Regions from separate parts of the Mus musculus genome. Here region 2 is linked to region 1. Evidence: chromatin contacts called from public HiCAR-type data. All regions are on one chromosome and are shown on one strand. Each heading gives the region's core, a stretch centred on a gene start, on an enhancer-like site or on the middle of the called end of the contact. The rest is flanking DNA. Distances are from core to core; before and after follow the strand shown. Region 1 overlaps Mthfd1l (methylenetetrahydrofolate dehydrogenase (NADP+ dependent) 1-like). Region 2 overlaps Akap12 (A kinase (PRKA) anchor protein (gravin) 12).

Region 1 (5,813 bases), core at 1,084-3,583:
TGACTTAGTGGCTGGGGCTCTGCTGTATTTTAAAGGTTGCTTTCTTAAAAGGCAGGCTCCTAGCACGGAATCAAAGTTTCTCTGGTTACTACTGCGTTACTCTATTGAAAGGAGAGTGGACATGTGTCTTGTAATTCGGTCACAGTATTGGGACATAAAACTAGCCAAGATATTAAGCGTCAGGAAGTGAGAGATGTCTTTCTTCCACTTTCAGCTTATTTAAGTAGGAGAGACATGTGTGGAATGGCAAAATTACCACATTCCTTCCCAACGATGCAGCAATCGCTTCTGAGACTACTTATTTGGGATAAGGGACAACAGACCAGAACCCACAGGTGGCTCTGTAGAGCAAGAGCTCCCCTGCTGAGGAAGAGTGATGTGGAGTTATGGTAAGCAAAACTGTGACACTCATACCAACTTCTCCACCAGTAACAAACGGCCATCAGGGCGCAGCTCCTAGACTAGATTCCTTACAGCCCTACAGAAGAAAGAGCGCCTGGGAATTGACCTCTGGCTACAGGCCCGGGGTCAGTGGGGCTCTGTGCTAATTGTGTGCTGTCCCGCTTAAAATAAACGAGGAGCCATTAAATCTCTGGGCGTGTCATGCCACATTAATAGATTCTTGTGCAAAGGTTGAAGGAAAAAAAAAAAGCTTTTTGTCTTCAAGACCCTGATTTTTTTTTTTTTTTTTTTTTTTTGAGACGGGGTTTCTCTGTGTAGCCCTGGCTGTCCTGAAACTCACTTTGTAGACAAGGCTGGCCTCGAACTCAGAAATCTGCCTGCTTCTGCCTCTGTGAATAAAGGCGTTTGCCACCACGACCCGCTCAAGAACCTGATTTTAACTACGACTAATCTCTCAAATTTTTCTGGACCACAAGGAACCACACTTTCTATCAACAATGTTTAGAAACATATGTGAGGGCAGGTGGGATGGCTCAGTGGTAAGGGCGCTTGCTGCTAAGTCTGAGGACCTGGGTGACTCATGGCTTTCTATAACTCCAGTTCCAGGGGATCTAATGCCTGCTTCCGGTCTCCATGGATATAGGTAGGTACATGGTACACAGTCATACATGCAGAGATGACATATACATAATAAAAATACTCAAAGAACTCGCCAGCCCCACCCTGCGCCACCTAACAATTGCCCAAGGCACGGAAAACCCCTTAGCAGATGAACCTAGAGGCTTCAGGCTTCACCAGAGACTGCACTCTGCTCTATGCACAAACATGAGGGAGAAACCACATGAGTTATCTCCTGGGTGCTGGGATTACATGGGCACCCCCACGTGTAGCCTCCTGTTTCACACGCCCAATTCTGGAATTTGATTTTTGGGGAGATTGTAAGTTTAAATTAGTAACTCGGGGGTGGGATGCTTTCTAAATAAGGGAAGTAGAGTGACAGGAACAATTGCCATAGGCCCGTTCTGTATATAAGTCCAATGGGCTCACTCCTTGGCAAATATGATCTATTAGGGGAAAAAAATAAGCTGCTGAGAAACAGGAGGGCAACCGTGCTCAGAGACAGACCAGGGAAGGAAGTTCTACTTTATAGTTTTAGTCTTGATTCCTTTTCAAATTTAATGGCTGTTTAAGAATGGGAGGCAGAGGCAGGCAGATTTCTGAGTTCAAGGCCAGCCTGGTCTACAGAGTGAGTTCCAGGATAGCCAGAGAAACCCTGTCTCAAAAACCCAAAAAGAAAAAAAAAAAAAAGAAAGAAAAACTAATTTTTTGCCGGGCGTGGTGGTGCACGCCTTTAATCCCAGCACTCAGGAGGTAGAGGCAGGCGGATTTCTGAGTTCGAGGCCAGCTTGGTCTACAAAGTGAGTTCCAGGACAGCCAGGCTATACAGAGAAACCCTGTCTTGAAAAAAAAAACCAAAAACCAAAAACCAAAAACCAAAAACCAAAAACCAAAAAAAAAAAAAAAAAAGAATGGTGTTAGTGGGCTAGAGAGATGGCTCAGTGGTAACATGGTTAAGAGCACTGACTGCTCTTCCAGAGGTCCTGAGTTCAATTCCCAGCAACCACATGGTGGCTCACAACCATCTGTAATGGGATCTGATGCCATCTTCTGGTGTGTCTGATGTCTGGTGTGTACTCATATAAAAGTAAATAAATCTTTGAAAAAAAAAAAAAAAAAAAAAAAGAATGGTGTTAGCAGCCAGGCATGGTGGTGCACACCTTTAATCCCAGCACTCCGGAGGCAGGTGGATTTCTGTGTGTCTGAGGCCAGCCCAGTCTACATAGCAAGTTCTAGGACAGTCAGGACTACAGAGACCCTGTCTCAAAAATACCACCCTCCCTTCCCCCAACAAGAGAATGGTGTTAGCTTACAATAGGGCTAGAACTTTTACAAAGGTCATCTTTAGAAACATGTCCCAGCAGGGAGCAGAGACTGCCTTAGAAGTAGAAAACATTTCTAAAGGGCTTAAGGATTTAGCTCTGTGGTAGAGGCCCTGGGTTTGGTCCTCAGATCTGGAAAAAAAAAATATTTCTAAAATGGTATAGAGTAACTACCCAGACCTTCCCTGTTACTATTTTAGATCAAGTATGGATTATTGATACCATCTAGAATTCTGTAAACAGTTTTCATTTACACAACCTACACACTGAGTTAAACTTTTCCGGGCTGGGGATGTGGCTCAGTGGCAGAGTGCTTCCCTGGCTAGCATCCTTGAGGCCCTGGGTTTGACTGCCCCTCCCCGAATCACCCCTACACACAACCTTTTTGGGAAGCTGAAGGAGTTATAATTATTAGGGCTGCAATGCTGCTTTGCCAACTGCCTCGAGAGCGTTAGCAAAACCTAAGCACGAAAGTTCTGAAGCGAGGCCACTCACACTAACGAGCTAACTGCTCCTTCGTTGCTCATGTGCTGGATCTGATCACTCCCCCAAGAGATACACAGAGATTTCCGGTATACAACGGTAAGCCATTTACATGTGGCTCTTCCCATGGACCCCTGGGTCGCTACAGAGACCCCTTTGGCCTTTCCCTATGCCACCATGGGCACCACTCCTGAACTTCTCAGAGCCCTGAGGTAGGCAGAGGCTGACAGGCTTTCCTCCATCCGTCTCTAGATGCAGACATAGATGCCATGATGCTCACTACGGTTGTATCATGTTGCTGGTAACAGCCAGGAGGATCTAGTACCTTGACTAGACTGCCCATTCACCTAGAACCAAGGTACTAAGTGAATAGATTGTCTGAGGGGTGGGCAACAATGGGAACCAGATCAGGACTTCTGCGTCACATGGCCCTTGAGCAGTTAGCTCACTGAGCCTTCAATAGTCATAAGTACACTGTCACAGTGTACATTATGGACATAATTTTGAAGTTAAGATGAACTAAGGTAAGAGCAGGGCCCAGTTAGGCATTCAGGACACAGTACTTTGTTATTTTATTACTTGTGTTGAAATAAGAAATGAGCAGCCAGAGAGACAGCCCAGCAGGTAGAAAAGTACCTGCTTTGTTGTGCAGGCCTGATGACTTACGTTTTATCCCTGGGCCAGGTGAAGGTAAGGGAGAAATGACTCTTTCAGGTTGACCTCTTACCTCCACATCATGTCATAACACGTGTGGTCCTTATCATCTGTCTCCTCCCTCTCTCTCACACACATGCACATACACACACACATGACAATAAGACTGCTACTTTTATCAGAGACAGAAATAAGAAAAGCAGAAGGAAATCTGGTCCATGACTGCATTTCTTTTACAGGGACCAATAGGGCTTATTGATTTTGAGACATTCCTGGAAATTTTTCTTGCGTTACCAGCTATCTAAAGGTCACCCTCAGCAGAAGATATAGCTCCAAACTCCTTAATTTTTATAGTTTCCAGTTACCACAGTCAAATCTTACAATAAACTCAAGAGCCAAGATACAAAATATCTAAGGCAATGGGGATCAAGGCAGCCCCGCAGAAACGGAATTATAAACCAGACGAAGCGGGATCCTAAACTGAGTTGCCTGCTGTCTGCACACCCAGCAGGGCTGCACCTCTCCCCCTTCGTGGGTCTTTCCTGTCATTTGGCACCGAACTCAGTCACCAGCCATTTGATCTGCAGATGGCATGCCCTGAGACTCTCCGCCAGCTCTAGGGACACAAACTGACTTAATAACTGGTTTCTGAGGAGTGCCTCAGAACAGAGATAACAAAGTAACAGAGATAGATCTTTTTGGTAACCAAATCACCAACCATCCTGTTTGGGGAGGGGAGAGCAGGAGCAGGAAGGAAGGAAGGAAGGAAGGAAGGAAGGAAGGAAGGAAGGAAGGAAGGAAGGAAGGAAGGAAGAAAGGAAGGAAGGGTGAGGACATTGTTTCTGCTGGGAAGTTTACTATTTTCCCCCCTGCTGCGCTGAACTTAGAGCCTTACACATGCCAGGCAAGCACTGTACCAGGGAGCCACAGCTCCTGAGCAGTTTAAGTTCTCTCTCTTCCCCCCCCCCCCCCACCCCTTGTCTTTCTCCTCTGTCCTCTAGACTGATGCAAAGCTCCTCTGTGGAGATTTTAAAAGCTGCTAAATCTTAACAGATTTTACAGGATAGAGAGAGGGTCCATAGTATTGAATCATCCTTGATGCTCTGCATGCTCATGGAGTTGAGGGTGTGTGTGTGTGTGTGTGTGTGTGTGTGTGTGTAGGCCTGGTGGAGATGAAGAGAAAGAAAGAAAGCTGGGAGTACCCAGAGCATGTCTACCAACTGGAAGCTTGGCTAGCCAACACATGCTGGATCAGGACCATCTATGGCCCCTCTTAACTATGTCAAAGATGAAGGAGGTCTACATTACCTTGCAGCCTTTTTTTTTTTTTTTCTGAGACAGGGTGTCTCTGTATAGCCCTGGTTGTCCTGGAACTCACTCTGTAGACCAGGCTGGCCTCGAACTCAGAAATCTGCCTGCCTCTGCCTTCTGAGTGTTGAGATTAAAGGCGTGCGCCACCACACCTGGCTTGCAGCCTTCTTTTTAAGATACCAGTCTGGGTCCAGGATTGAGTTACTTGCTCTATACTTGTTTTTAAAATAGATATAGGATCTTACTATCTAGCCCAGGCTAGCTTTGAACTCCAATCCTTGGCCTTGGCCTCCTCAGGATGGGATGACAGCAGTCTTTCTATCATCTCCAGTCCTTGTACATCATATGGGGAAATGTCAACACGTTTTTCCCCACCCTACATTAACTTTCTTCAGATTCTTGGCTGAAAAATACAATGATTTGCTTGCATAAAGCTAGGCCCAATGGCTTACTCTCTGTTCCTGATGCCTGCCGATCCAGATGTAGAACTCTCAGCTCCTTCTCTAGCAACATGTCTGCTTGCATGGTGCCATGATTCCCACCATGACGATAATGGATTAAACCCCTAAAAGTGTAAGCCAGCCCGAATTCAATGTTGTCCTTCAAAAGGGTTGCTGTAGTCATGGTGTCTCTTCACAACAATGAAACCCTAAGATATCTTCCTCTTCCTCTATTTACTCTGCTTTGCCGATTCAGGTTTTATCTTCTGCTTTCTAACATAGAAGAGGAGGATCAAGCACTCCACATGCCCCATGACTGGTCTCTTGTGTCTTTAACTTCAGAACTATCTTAGGTCAGAATTGATTAGGATACGCAAATATGTACAGCAAAGCCATCTTGCATATCAGTCATGTCCCCTTGTACCTCTTCTGTCTCTGAGTTAATGCTTTCTGGTGCTTCCTATACATCTGCCTTCTATATATCAACATGTTCTCTGGGAGGCCAAAGGTCATCACCCCTCCCCATCCCCCCACTCCTGCCCCAACACTGTTTTGTGTGCATACTATGTGCATGCAGAGGCCA
Region 2 (5,813 bases), core at 1,697-4,196, 150 kb before region 1:
CCCTGTGCTCAGGCTAACCTAGAACTCACTAGGTAGCACAGGATGACCTAAAATCCAAGAGGTAGAGGTAGAGAGATGCCTCTACCTCTGAGTGCTGGGATCCCAGGCATGTGCCTAGCCTGGAGGATGTTTTTGAGCTGGTCATTCCTATCTTAGCCACCAATCACTTCCTCCTGCTAACAATAGTACCATTACTACAGAGAGCATAACCCAGCTCATGGTGGACATTCAAACCCCAGGCTTCCCAGAAGCCACGCTCTGCTCATATTCTGATGTGCTGACTCTTTGATAACAGTAAGCTACTCTTGGCTTCTCTTTCATTGAAAGTTTCCACATAGCTACAATGGATGCAAACAAGGAGCTCAAAAGCAGAATGTGAAATAAAGCCATGAAACTTTAAGCTTCTTTTAAAATTTTGTTTTCTGGAGACAGCTTCTCTGGGTAGCTAGCCCTGGTTGTCCTGGAACTCACTCTGCTAGCCTCAAACTCAGAGATCTACCTGACTCTACCTCCCCAGTGCTGGGATTAAAGGTGTGGGACACCACCACCCACCTAAGACAGGAAAAATGTAAGAACTATTTGGTGATACAGTTTCCTCTCTGAATACTTTAATACTTCCAGGATGCACCCACACACATGCCTGAGTGGCTAATATGAATATGATTAATCATTTTGTTGTTGTTTATCATCACCTATAATTCCAGCCTTCGGAGGCTGAGGTAAGAAGGTCTCAGGTTCCAATTAAGACTAGGCTATACTATTAAACTTTATCTCACTAAACAACAAGCCAGGAGGATGTTAATTTTATCATAAAGGATGAATGTAGAGGGCTGGAGAGATGGCTCAGCAGTTAAGAGCACTGACTGCTCTTCCAAAGGTCCAGAGTTCAAATCCCAGCAACCACCTGGTGGCTCACAACCATCTGTAATGATATCTGATGTCCTCTTCTGGTGTGTCTGAAGAGAGCTACAGTGTCTTCACTGTATATATAAATAAATAAACCTTTAAAAAAGACACAAACCAAAACCAAACAACACAAACAAAAAACCACAAACCAAAAAACAAACAAACAACAACAACAACAACAAAAAAAAAAAAAAAAAAAAAAAAGAACCCCAGAAGGATGTAAAGTCCCATTAAAAATATATCATGCCAGGACAAAAAAAAAAAAAAAAAAAAAAAAAAAAAAGGTTAACAGTTGTGGGGCTGGTGAGATGGCTCAGTGGGTTGGGTAAGAGCACCCGACTGCTCTTCCGAAGGTCTGAAGTTCAAATCCCAGCAACCACATGGTGGCTCACAACCATCTGTAACAAGATCTGAGCCCTCTTCTGGAGTGTCTGAAGACAGCTACAGTGTACTTACATATAATAAATAAATCTTTGAAAAAAAAAAAAAAGAGGCAGTTGTGTGTGTGTTTTACACACACACACACACACACACAGAGTCAATTTTCTGACAAAAAGCTCATCTACTCCAGGTGGGCTTCAGGCTCCTCACCTCCCCCTTTCATCTGCTAAGTTCTGGGATTCTGGTCAGTGCCATGCAGACTTTATGTGAGATGAGAAACACGTGTATTGCTTACTAAACAGTCCAGCCTGAGCCTCATTTGTAAATGACAACCATTTCTTTCAGTTCCATCCATCAAGGGCTCCATCCCCCTCTGTTGTTTCTGGAGACCAGTAGTAATGGACCTATCTTAATTTGTGCGTGCGTGTTTGTGTGTGCGTGTGCCTGTGCGTGTGCGTGTGTGTGTGTGTGTGTGTGTGTGTGTGTGTGTGTGTGTGTATGTGCTTAGTGCATGAGTCAAGGTGGCAAGGTCAAAGAACAATTAGCAAACACTGGTCCTCTCCTCCCACCCTGTGGGGTTGGGGAACTGAACTCAGGTCAGTGTCAAGTTTGGTGACAGATACCTTTTCTAGCTGAGTTGTCTCACAGGGCCCCAAATACCTTTTTAAAGTGATGCTGCAGTCACTGAGAGATGCATCCAAAACTAGGGGAGCTGCACCCCTCCAGAGCTAGAGTAAATGCCTCCCTTCCACTGGGTGGGGCTGGCTGACTCTGCAGGGGGTTTAATGAGCCGCGCTTTCCTGTTCCACTAAAGCCCTAAGCACAACTGTAAGCGGGCACTCAGATATTAGCAACAATGACTTAATTCCTTACAAGTATGAGGGGAATTCTTAGAGAGAGAATTGCAAAATCTTAACTTATTCCTGGATCCAACAAGTCATAGCAACAATGATACTTCACAGCAGCACTGTGAGCGACAGAATCCCCTCGGAGGCTGTGAAGGAGACGCCACAGGTACTGTGCTAGCTGTGCACATAAAGACCTGGAGTGGGTTTGACTTAGTTCTGTTTGTATTTTAATGTTAATTTGCCCCCCCCCCAAACTGTTTGCAGGAGAGAGTCCACCCTTGAAACACTGAGGGACCAGCCCCCAGCTAATTCTGAATGGTAAATAAAGATGCCAGCAGCTCATAGCTGGGAGAAGAGACATAGGCGGGGTTTAGGTTTCCTGGACGGAGGAAAGAAGCAGAAGGGGGAGACACTCTTAGAAGAGTATGCAGGTGTAACCTCCCCCAGCCTGAAGCAGGCTAAGCCAGACCTTGACCTTGATGCCACAAAGATTACCTAGGGAGGAGCCTTCCTCCCTAGATCACTCTATTGTTCAGCCACTGCCTCTGTTCCCCTTCAAGACACTCCTACCTGCTGGGAGGCCACTATTCCGGAGACTACACCCTATCATGCACATAGTTACCTGCAGCTGGTTCCAGGCCCCAAGAATGAATTGGTGGGAATGGGCCTCCCCCACTTTATAAGGGCATTTGCCATTAAACATTTGAGCTTTGATCAGGAATCTTGACTTAGCTCCATTTTTCTCTCGACCGCCTAGTTCCCCTCCCTTTTCAGCCCCTGCTTGCCTCCCAGGTGTTTCTTGTGAGCCACAGGAAGGCTTCCAACAGGCAGGAGAGAGATGGAAGTCACCATGGAGTAGAGAAGCAAGGAGAGCTCCCTGGGCTCTGGGCCAAGAGAACGTGGCCCAGAGGGCTGACTAATTGGAATTAAGAGCAGCCAGGATGAAACCTAGAAATTAGTAAGTAGTCACTTGGAGTTATTGATGGGAAAGTGGTCTCTTAACAGCATGGAGGGGAGGCAGTTGCCCAGCTATTGAGCTACTTAAGGCATATTAAAATATAAAGGCTGTGTGTGTCTTTCATTCGGTGGGTCGTAACCCCACGCCAGGATTTATTCATTTTTAACTACAAAGACTGGAGCACCACCGAAAAGCTGAGTGGTGAGTACCTGTAACTCCAACCCTGGGAGGGATGGAGGCTGGAAGATCCCAGCTGATTGCTAGCCAGTCAGTGTAAGCTGACCTGTGAGCTCCAGATTCGGGAAGAGACTCTCAAAACTAAAATGGAGCGGTCAACAACATGGCTCAGGAGGTAGGGGGGCTTGCGGTCAAGACTGACAACCTAAAGACCGACCCAAAATCCACATGGCAGAGAGAAGTAGCTCCCACAGGTTTTCTTCTGCCCTCCACATAAACACCGTGAAACACATACAATAAAAAGATAAAGGTAAAAAGCATTTGAAAAAAATCAAAACCCAATCAAGGACAAGAGAGATCAAGGACACCCAATATCAACAAACACACACATGCATGGATAACCACGCCCACGCAAGCACCACCCTCTGTCACACACAAAACCAATTCCTATAGTTTTTTGTATTACATCTAACTTTCATTCAATAAGTTTTGGTTTTGTTTGCCTTTTTTCCAGTCTAAGACAGGGTTTCTCTCTATAGCTCTGTATCACCAGTTTTGGTTTTCAAAGTTCAGTTTTTCAGCAGGTCTATTCCCGTGTTTTCCTTTTCCATGTGCATGGTGTGTATATGTGTATGTTTGCATACAGGCACATGCATGTAGAGGATAAAGGTTGATGTTTAAAATGATGCCCTGAGGCTAGACAGATGGCTCAGCGGTTAAGAGCACTGACTACTTTTCCAGAGATCATGAGTTCAAATCCCAGCAACCACATGGTGGCTCACAACCATCCATCATGAGACCTGACTCCCTCTTCTGGTGTGTCTGAAGACAACTACAGTGTACTTACATATAATAAATAAGTAAAACTTTAAAAGAAAAAAGAAAAAGAAAAGAGAGAGAGAGAGAAAGAAAGAAAGAAAGAGAGACAGAGAAAGGAAGGAAGGAAGGAAGGAAGGAAGGAAGGGAGAGAAAAGAGAGAGAGAAAGAAAGAAAGAAAAGATTCCCTGGAACTCAGGCTGGCCTCAAACTCAGATCTTAATGCTTCTGCCTCCTAAATGCTGGGATTAAAAGCTTTTGTTTCGGTTTGTTTTTTTTTTTTTTTTTTTTCCGAGACAGGGTTTCTCTTTATAGCCCTGGCTGTCCTGGAACTCACTCTGTAGACCAGGCTGGCCTCGAACTCAGAAATTCGCCTGCCTCTGCCTCCCGAGTGCTGGGATTAAAGGCGTGCGCCACCACGCCCGGCTTCGGTTTGTTTTTTGTTATCTATTTTTACTTGTATGTGCGTGAGTGCGCTGTACTGTAGCTATGTGCAGGCTTCTAGAGAAGGCAAAAGAGACATCAGAGCTCAGGAAGCTGGAATTACAGGCAGTTATGTATGAGCCATGGACATATGGGTGTTGAGAATGTAAGCCAGGTCCTCTGAAAGAGCAGCCAGTACTCTTAATCACTGAACCATCTTTCCAGCCCCATCACTCAAAAAAAAAAAAGATTTGTTAAAAAAAATAACATTTAAGCCAGGCGTGGTGGCGCACGCCTTTAATCCCAGCACTCGGGAGGCAGAGGCAGGCGGATTTCTGAGTTCGTGGCCAGCCTGGTCTACAAAGTGAGTTCCAGGACAGCCAGGGCTACACAGAGAAACCCTGTCTCAAAAAACCAAAAAAAAAAAAAAAAACAAAAAAACAAAAAACATTTATTGTTGTACATTGAAAATTATATTTCAAGTTCTCTATGCTGAACATTACCAAAATCATGCTTACATATAAAATTTCACTCTGGCCAATTTGTTAATCAAGAACTATTGGGATCAGGCAAATACTTAGTGGTGTCACCAAGTAATTTTTACTCACACTAATGTTTACTTAAAGCAGCAGACTCCCTTCACACACAAATGCTAAACAATTAAAAGCAGTCAAAATGAGCAGAAAATAACAAATAATTCTTCAGGAAAACAAGGAATTCTATTGATTTCATCTATATAAAGACATTTAAAAAAATTAAAACCACCCTCTCTGCACCCCTCAGTGGAGAGGAATATACACAACCTGCACTTATCCATCTTCAGCAAGAAATGATGTGGTGCAGGTGGTCCCAGGCCAAAGCAGATGAAAAGAAAATAACCCTGTAAGTCTTTCTTTCTGCCTTGCCAGCATGCCATAAATAAGATTTCTCAGATTTGCCAGGCATGGTGGCGCACGCCTTTAATCCCAGCACTTGGGAGGCAGAGGCAGGCGGATTTCTGAGTTCAAGGCCAGCCTGGTGTACAGAGTGAGTTCCAGGACAGCCAGGGCTACACAGAGAAACCCTGTCTCGAAAAACTAAAACAAACAAACAAAAAGATTTCTCAGATTTAATGTTCCCAAGTCAATATAATATGTAAAAAATATTCTGATTTAAAAAAAAAACTTATAATTTTAACTTCTGTGTGTGTGGGGGCAGGGTGTACATGCAAAGTTCTGAGGACGACTTGTAGAAGTGGAATTGCTTCTCTCTTTCCACTGGGTAGTAGGTCTCAGGGAGAGGAGGAAGGTTGGTTGTAAGGTTTG

The links. HiCAR-type assays count read pairs that join an accessible place to other places.
Region 2: a HiCAR-type map of embryonic stem cells shows a contact between it and region 1, with 2.0 times the contacts expected there. The contact joins two enhancer-like sites. A contact is called at or near these places in 6 of 39 promoter capture datasets (the 3T3-L1 cell line, 3T3-L1-derived adipocytes, cranial neural crest and 2 more), 1 of 15 datasets of contacts at CTCF or cohesin (large pre-B cells), 13 of 484 Hi-C or Micro-C datasets (CD4 T cells, CD8 T cells, the G1E-ER4 cell line and 6 more), 5 of 115 datasets of contacts at active chromatin or transcription factors (acute myeloid leukemia, embryonic stem cells, extraembryonic endoderm stem cells and 1 more) and 1 of 9 other capture datasets (adipose tissue).

Annotation. Positions count from the first base shown.
Region 1 is chr10:4,140,106-4,145,918 of GRCm38.p6, reverse strand. All of the region lies in intron 26 of Mthfd1l (methylenetetrahydrofolate dehydrogenase (NADP+ dependent) 1-like), which reads right to left. Among named protein-coding and RNA genes, the nearest start is that of Gm25369, 27 kb to the left of the region's middle. Within about 2 kb of position 2,333, at least 11 of the 459 cell types and tissues checked have an H3K27ac peak or open chromatin away from gene starts, as enhancers often do. A contact at or near this core is called in embryonic stem cells, where this site is marked.
Region 2 is chr10:4,286,589-4,292,401 of GRCm38.p6, reverse strand. The region is part of intron 1 of Akap12 (A kinase (PRKA) anchor protein (gravin) 12); the gene reads right to left. All of the region lies in intron 4 of Gm40592 (a long non-coding RNA gene), which reads left to right. Among named protein-coding and RNA genes, the nearest start is that of Gm40592, 21 kb to the left of the region's middle. Within about 2 kb of position 2,946, at least 14 of the 459 cell types and tissues checked have an H3K27ac peak or open chromatin away from gene starts, as enhancers often do. A contact at or near this core is called in embryonic stem cells, where this site is marked.